Regions from separate parts of the Macaca mulatta genome. Here region 2 is linked to region 1. The links are chromatin contacts, called in public Hi-C maps. All regions are on one chromosome and are shown on one strand. The core of a region is the stretch at or near the end of the contact, and the rest is flanking DNA. Distances in the headings are between cores, read along the strand shown.

The links. A called contact is a pair of places that touch in the nucleus more often than the background predicts.
Region 2: a contact with region 1 is called in a Hi-C map of CD4 T cells, with 7 times the contacts expected there. The contact joins the promoter of NFATC1 here to the enhancer-like site in region 1. A contact is called at or near these places in 8 of 14 Hi-C or Micro-C datasets (CD4 T cells, blood, cortical neurons and 4 more).

What each region holds. Positions count from the first base shown.
Region 1 is chr18:1,455,797-1,459,851 of T2T-MMU8v2.0, reverse strand. All of the region lies in intron 10 of NFATC1 (nuclear factor of activated T cells 1), which reads left to right. Among named protein-coding and RNA genes, the nearest start is that of NFATC1, 120 kb to the left of the region's middle. Within about 2 kb of position 1,516, at least 12 of the 40 cell types and tissues checked have an H3K27ac peak or open chromatin away from gene starts, as enhancers often do. A contact at or near this core is called in CD4 T cells and blood, where this site is marked.
Region 2 is chr18:1,580,916-1,584,550 of T2T-MMU8v2.0, reverse strand. It overlaps NFATC1 (nuclear factor of activated T cells 1), which reads left to right and starts at 2,265. Exons shown (of 11, transcript XM_077974869.1): 1 at 2,265-2,578.

The DNA of each region.
Region 1 (4,055 bases), core at 267-2,766:
TCTATGTCTGTGTGTTTTGTGTGGGGGACGTCTGCTGATGTGCTTGTTTTGTGTGTGGGGGGTGCGTCTACAGATCTCTGTGGGGGGGCATCTGCCGGTGTGTTTTGTGGGCGGGGGGGCGTCTGCTGGTGTGTGTGTGTTTTGTTTGTGTTAAAAGGCGCACACCGCAGGAAAGGAAAGTGGTAGTAAACACTCCCACCCCCAGCCTTCCCTCACCTCAGACACACCAAGTTCCGGGCTCTGAGCACCCTGCAGGTGAAACAGGGAGGACCAGAGAGGGAAGGGACAGCGGGGCAGATATGGAGGAGAGAGGATGGGCATCTGGGGCCAGGAGCTGGCCGGGCAGGGTGGGAACCCTCCTGTCCCAGGGTCTGAGTCGCCCCCCCAGGCACCAGCCAGTAGGCCCATTCCAGCTTTCCACGACTTTCCTAGTAAGTACTGAAAGAACAAACGCACATCTAACACTGTGGCTTTGTCCAGTGGGGCCCCAGGCCACCATCTGAGAGGATCTGGGGGCAGGCGACTGTGCAGGGCCCAGCAGAGCCAGCGAGCTCAGACCCCAGTGAGGGTCAGCCCCGCCCTGTCAGCTCTGGGGTCCCAGGCGGCCATTCCCACTCTCTGAGCCTTCCGTGGTCCCATGGACAGAATGGGTGACTACAGTGCCTGCCTTTGCCCCTCCTGGGACTGTTGCCAGGAGCAGACAGGCAGGTGCCCGGAGGGCCAGGCAGGTGCCCCGAGGGCCAGGCAGGGCTGCGTAACTGCTGGGGAAAAGGGTGGTTTGTTCATTCCTTAAAATGTAAGATCCTTAATTGCTTTCAGAAACCAAGCATTCAGAAATGCAGAAAAATGTTGCTTCCAAGCCAGGCAGAGAGGGGGCAAAATATATCAAACAACGTTCAGGCCCTCACAGCTCCGTTCTGGCTCTCATCGTTCTCAGCGTAGAGAAACGAAACTCCTGCGTGAAACTTAAGAGGTGAACTTTGGGTAGCTCACTATAGGGTGAAGTTTAAATGTCAACTTTCTTTCAAAATGATGATCAAAAAGAAGAAACTGGTTATGTGAAGGTCGAATACTTGACTGAGAAAGGCATCTCGCCTACGGCTTGTTTACGCACAGCCAGTGAGAGCTTGTGTGGCCCCAGCAGGGGCACGGAGAAGATCCACAGGTGGGGCAGTGAGAGCCACGCCTGCCCGTGGACTTGGTAGTTTTTATATTTAAAAATATACTGATTTCCTCCTTCACTCCATTCCAGATGTGTGTGGAGAGGTGGGTGTGAGCGTGGGTGTGTGCATGTGGCCTCCAGGGAGGCACTCGGCCCGCAGCAAGGATTCAAAACGCCACACTCGAGTTTTAGGAAAAAACAATAGTTTCCACCTGAGGAGCATTTTAGAGAAAAATCTAATATAAGGGGAAAAAAACCTTCCTTATTAAATGAAATTGTGGTGTAACAGCTCACCACATCCTGTTGCGGGGACATCTGACGTTAAGCAAAGTGAGTTTCCTCTTTCAGGTTCTCCCACACGCCGTGAGGGTCACATGTTACCTGCAATTCAAAATGCGTCGTGAAGGGAAAAAACCCTGTGTGTCTGTGGAAAAGCTGAATAAGAAGATGGAAATTATCAGCCGAGAGCTGGTATGGGAAACCGTAGGTGTCATCAGCAACCATACCCAAGGAAGCCGCCCCCGGCGTAGCAAGGGCAGAGCTGGGCAGCTGTGGCTGACCTCATGGGTCAGAAGTGCTCGTGGCGGGAAGGCGTGGGGGGGTCCCGTACTGTCTTTCAGCCCAGCGCCAGCGAGCCATGTGGCCTCAGACCGACCCCCGGGATGGGCCCGTTGTCCACCTGTGAAAGGGGAAGCTGTGGCTTTCCTCAGGGTTGCAGCACAGGCCGCGTCTGCGGGGTGAGTGCAGCTCCACGCAGGGCTCTTCTCCACGGTGTGGACGGTTGGGCAGCGCGGCCTCCTCTGCAGTTCGGTTGCTGTGCCGTCCTCTGCTGAGTGGCACTGGCCTCTGCGGTTCGGTTGCTGTGCCGTCCTCTGCTGAGTGGCACTGGCCTCTGCGGTTCGGTTGCTGTGCCGTCCTCTGCTGAGTGGCACTGGCCTCTGCGGTTCGGTTGCTGTGCCGTCCTCTGCTGAGTGGCATCGGGGTCGTCTCTCCCACTCTCTGTCAGCTGCTGCTGTGGGGCATCGGGAAGGCACTGGAGGGTGCCTGGGCTGTGTCCGGTCCCAGCCGTGTGTCCCTGCAGTGTCTGAGACCTTGTGGAACACACTTGACCCGGCGCTGGGACAGGGTCGGCTGACACGCACCGCCAGCCCACAGGAGTGGGGTGCAGGCTGCTGGCTCCTTAGGCCCCGACAGCTCTCACGAGGCCGGCCCTCCTCCCCTCCCCTCCCCAGGGCTCAGCAGCCGCAGACAGAGGCAGAGAGAGCAAAGGAGGCTGTGGTGGTCCCCGGCGGGAACCTGGGTGGCTAGGGGACACACCGAGGAACTTTCCCGCCCCCCACCAGGCTCTCCCACCAAGGCTCAGGTGCCCGTGGGCAGCAAGGGGAAGCCCCACTGCCGCGCCGCTTCCCCTTTCGCCCCTCAGCAGACGTGCCCCTCCTGTGCCCGTGGAGAGCAAGACGGCTCTCGGCTGCCATGCAGGCGGCCTGTCCCACAAACACGATGGAGACCTGAGATGCCGTGTCCACGTTGTCACCGTCACTATCACCCATCATGTCCCCTCACTATTGCCCTCAGGCCTCCCCACGTTCCATCATTACTACCCCTCAGGCCTCTCCACATCCCACCATTATTACCCCTCAATCCTCCCCACGTCCCACCATTATTACCCCTCAGGCCTCCCCACGTCCCACCATTACTACCCCTCAGGCCTCCCCACGTCCCACCATTACTACCACTCAGGCCTCCCACGTCCCACCATTACTACCCTTCAGGCCTCCCCACGTCCCACCATTACTACCCCTCAGGCCTCCCCACGTCCCACCATTACTACCCCTCAGGCCTCCCCACGTCCCACCATTACTACCCTTCAGGCCTCCCCACGTCCCACCATTATTACCCCTCAGGCCTCCCCACGTCCCACCATTACTACCCCTCAGGCCTCTCCACGTCCCACCATTAGTACCCCTCAGGCCTCCCCACGTCCCACCATTATTACCCCTCAGGCCTCCCCACGTCCCACCATTATTACCCCTCAGGCCTCCCCACGTCCCACCATTATTACCCCTCAGGCCTCCCCACGTCCCACCATTATTACCCCTCAGGCCTCCCCACGTCCCACCATTATTACTCCTCAGGCTTCCTCATGTCCCACGATTATTATCCCTCAGTCCTCCCCACGTCCCACCATTATTACTCATCAGTCCTCCCCACGTCCCACCATCATTACCTGAGTCCTCCCCACATCTCAGCATTATTACCCATCAGGTGTCTCCACGTCCCATCTTTATTACCCCTCAGGCCTCCCCACGTCCCACCATTACTACCCCTCAGGGCTCCCCACATCCCATCATGACTACCCCTCAGTCCTCCCCACATCCCACCATTATTACCCTTGAGTCCTCCCCAAATCCCACCATTATGACCCCTCAGGCCTCCCCACGTCCCATCATGACTACCCCTCAGACCTCCCTTCTGTCCCTTTCATCATTGCCTCTCAGGCCTCCCTCCTGTCCCTGTCACTGTTACCCTTCATGACCCACCCCTGGCTTCATTAGTTCCTTGTCGTGTCCCCGTCTTTCCCGTTTGTATCATTTAGGCCTCTTTCGACCCCACAATCACTATTCTGACTGGAGTCCTTTCTTCTGGAGCTCCGCGGGCCGGGGCTGGGTGAGGGCCTGAGCCCGGCCCTCTTCATGCACTGAGCAGCCGCCCTCCCACAGGTGGGGCCTGTTCTGAGCTCCCAGAATCCCCGCCGTGTCTCCCTCCTGAGCAGGCGGCTCCTCCTGCCTCCTTGCAGATGTCTTTTGTTGCAAGGCTGAACCAGTGCAATGGGAAGAGAGTTAACTGGTCTCAAATTCTGGGGCATCCCCGTCTCGTGCCACAGGTGCCGAGC
Region 2 (3,635 bases), core at 1,016-3,515, 120 kb before region 1:
CCACAGTAGGGTCTTCAGAGGAGGCAAGCGGAGACTTGTCAGAGAGGCCCTTAGGGCTGGGTGCAGCGGCTCATGACTGTAATCCCAGCGCTTTAGAAGCCTGAGGCACAAGGATCTTTTGAGCCCAGGAGTTCAAGAAATGAGCATTTATCGGCTGGGCGTGGTGGCTCATGCCAGTAATCCCAGCGCTTTGGGAGGCTGAGGTGGGCAGATCACGAGGTCAGGAACTCAAGACCAGCCTGACCAACATGGTGAAACCCCATCTCTACTAAAAGTACAAAAATTAGCCGGGCATGGTGGTGGGTGCCTGTAATCCCAGCTACTTGGGAGGCTGAGGCAGGAGAATCACTTGAACCTGGGAGGCGGAGGTCGCGGTGAGCCGAGATCGCACCACTACACTCCAGCCTGGGCAACAGAGCGAGACTCCATCTCAAAAAAAAAAAAAGAAAGAAAAAGAAAAAATAAGTAAGCATGTATTTTGCCAGAGTCTGGAGATTAGAATTAAATTGGCAAACCAGAATTGTAGAAAAAGCTATTCACTTTTAAGTATATTGCTGAGATTTTTTTTTTAAATCAGTGTGAATGAACCTCACAGCCATGGTGGGAGCTGAGAAAGAAGGATTTCCCTTTAGTTACACATCTGTGTCAGCACCTTCTGACTTTTCTTCTAAAGTCTGGGGTGTTCCTGGGATCCATAAATTTGGGGTTCAGAGTTTCTACACCATGCTGTTACTTGTGAAACATCTCTTTTTTTTTTTTTTTTTTTTTTTTGAGACGGAGTCTCGCTCTGTCACCCAGGCTGGAGTGCAGTGGCTGGATTTCAGCTCACTGCAAGCTCCGCCTCCCGGGTTTTTACGCCATTCTCCTGCCTCAGCCTCCGGAGTAGCTGGGACTACAGGCGCCCGCCACCTCGCCCGGCTAGTTTTTTGTATTTTTTAGTAGAGACGGGGTTTCACCGGGTTAGCCAGGATGGTCTCGATCTCCTGACCTTGTGATCCGCCCGTCTCGGCCTCCCAAAGTGCTGGGATTACAGGCTTGAGCCACCGCGCCCGGCCGAAACATCTCTTTAACCATGTCCCAGAGTTGCCCAGGAATTCAAGACCAGCCTGAGCAACATAGCAAGACCTCATCTCTGCAAAAAAATCAATAAAATTAGAAATACATTAGCCAGGTGTGGTGACGTGCCTATAGTCCCAGCTACTCAGAAGGCTGAGGCGTGAGGAATCACTTGGGCCCAGGAAGTTGGGGCTGCAGTGAGCCATGTTCATGCCACTGCACTCCAGCCTGCATGACAGAGCAGGAAAAAAATCAATCAGGATCCTGGGCAGAGGGAGGAGAGGGGACTGGGGTGCAGCAAGCACTTGGGGATTGACTGAATGGCGTTGGGGAGAGATGCCTCCAAAGTCCTGGAGTGGGTGAGAATGACTGGGAGTGGCTTTTAGGTCAGGAGGTTCCTGCCTGGCCACTCCAGGAGGGGACGTGGGCTGAAGGGCATCAAGTGCCCTGCTGAGCAGTTTGGCCTTGATCCTCATGCCCTGGACACACATCTAGGGTAGGAAAGTTGACTGATCCGTTGGTGATCTGAGTTTTTAGACATGGTGGTAGTCCCTGAGGTGGGCGTTCAGGCCGAGTTTAGACAGGGAAACCTATGAAGTCCTTAGCAACGCTCCAGGGAAGGGGCGTGGTCAAAGAGATGTTTCACAAGTAACAATATGGTGTAGAAACTCTGAACCCCAAATTTATGGATCCCAGAAACACCCCAGACTTTAGAAGGCAAGTCAGAAGGTGCTGACACAGGTGTATAACTAAAGGGAAATATTTCTTTCTCAGCTCCAACCATGGCTGTGAGGTTCACTCACACTGACTTAAAAAAAAAAAAAATCTCGGCAGTTTACTTAAAAGTAAATAGCCTTTTCTATAATTCTGGTTTGCTAATTTAATCCTAGTCTCCAGACCCTGGCTAAATAAATGCCCATTTCTCCAGATGGTCTCGAGAGTCTCTGGACATGGTGGGGGCCCTTCCCTGTTGGTTGGAAGGTGCCTCAGGAAGAAGAGGGTGGATTCTGAGTTGAGTCAGACCCTCGAAGGCCCCTGATGGGAGAAGCTCTCAAGTGACCACCGCTGTGGGCCAGAACGCAAAACTGCAGAACAGAACATTCGCAGTGAACTACAGTTGTATTAAGTGATTTTCCCCAGCAGGAAGTGGCATCTGGCCTGCGGTTCAGTCGGGGGAGGAAAGGGTGGGCGCACCTGCCCCTGGCTGGCGCACCTGCCAGGGAGCCCCAGGCGGCACCGCCTGTGCGGAGCACCCCTGAGGATGGAAAGCCCCACGCGGGGCAGGTGGCACCGGCCCTCCGAAGACGGGACGGGATGGAGCGTTGAACTTCGGGGCAGCTCCGTGCTGGAGACGCCCGCATCTGCCAGGATGGCGTCTCCATAGCCCCGGTGCTCACACATGAGGCCAGGAAGCCCCAGCAACAGTGACCACCCAAGCTCTAGAAAATATTGGACGGGGTGGATGAACACCCAAGCGCGCTCCAGGAGAAGGGATTTGGCACCCCAATGGGCTTTTAAAACGGTAAGCTTCTAGGGGTGTATTTGCCCCAATAATCCATAGAAACAACAGTCGTCTAAAAATAGTTTTGTTTTCTGTCCTAAGCTCCTTTTAACTTTGTTAGTCATCACCAATCCTAAAATAAAACCCGTGTAACGTCTCCCCTAGTAGCGGCTATAAACAAACCTGCCAGGAGGCAGGAGGAAGAGGAAAGGGGCGCAGGGCGCGCGGGGAGCAGAGCCGGGGCCCGCGGTGGCCGCAGAGGCCGGGCCGGGGCGCACAGGCCGGGCGAGCTGGCCGCGCTCTGGGCCGCCGCCTCCGGAACTCCCTGCGCCTGGCGCGCGGCCACCGTGGTCCCGGCAACGGCATTAAACAGAGGGAAACAGACCCGGGATTCCGTCACCCGGGCGGGGGGATAAGGAGGGCTTTGAGAGCAGACAGGAAAAGGGAGCTTTTCTGCATGGGGCGAAAAAATTATTTATTGAAGGAGGAGGAGGAGGCAGCAGAGGAAGGGGAGGGGCGGGAGGAGGAGGAAGAGCCGGCCGCCCCCGCCCCGGCCCCGGCCCCTCAGTAGCCAAGGGCAGCCTCGCCAGGTCGGGCCCGGGCTCGAGGCCCGCAGCTGGGGTCGGGGGGCTCAGTCTCCCACGTGACCGACTGGGCGCGCCCCGCCAGACCTGGCCTCGGGATTCCCTCCTCCCGGCGAGTCTCCGCCCGCCCCGTCCTGGAGGTGGGGAGAAGGGGGGGGGGGTGGGGGACGGAAACTCTCCCGGCCAAATCCTGGCCCCGGGCCTGGGGACACTCGCGGAGGGAAGATCTAGAGGGGAGGGGAGAGGGAGGGGCGTGGGGGCGCGGCCTCGCTGGAGCCCCCCAGAACCCCCGCCCACTGGCCTGGGCGTCCTCCCGCGGCCCCCTCCTCCCCTCCCAGCGCCCGGTGCTCTGGGGCGCGTGCCAGGCCTGGCTCGGCGCGGGAGGGGCCCCGCAGGTAGAGACCCCTGGAAATGGCCCCGACGCCGCAGGGGCGAGGCGGCCACCACCCCGCTAATCTGAGCGCGTCTCTCCAGGCCGAGGCCTGCGGTGGAAA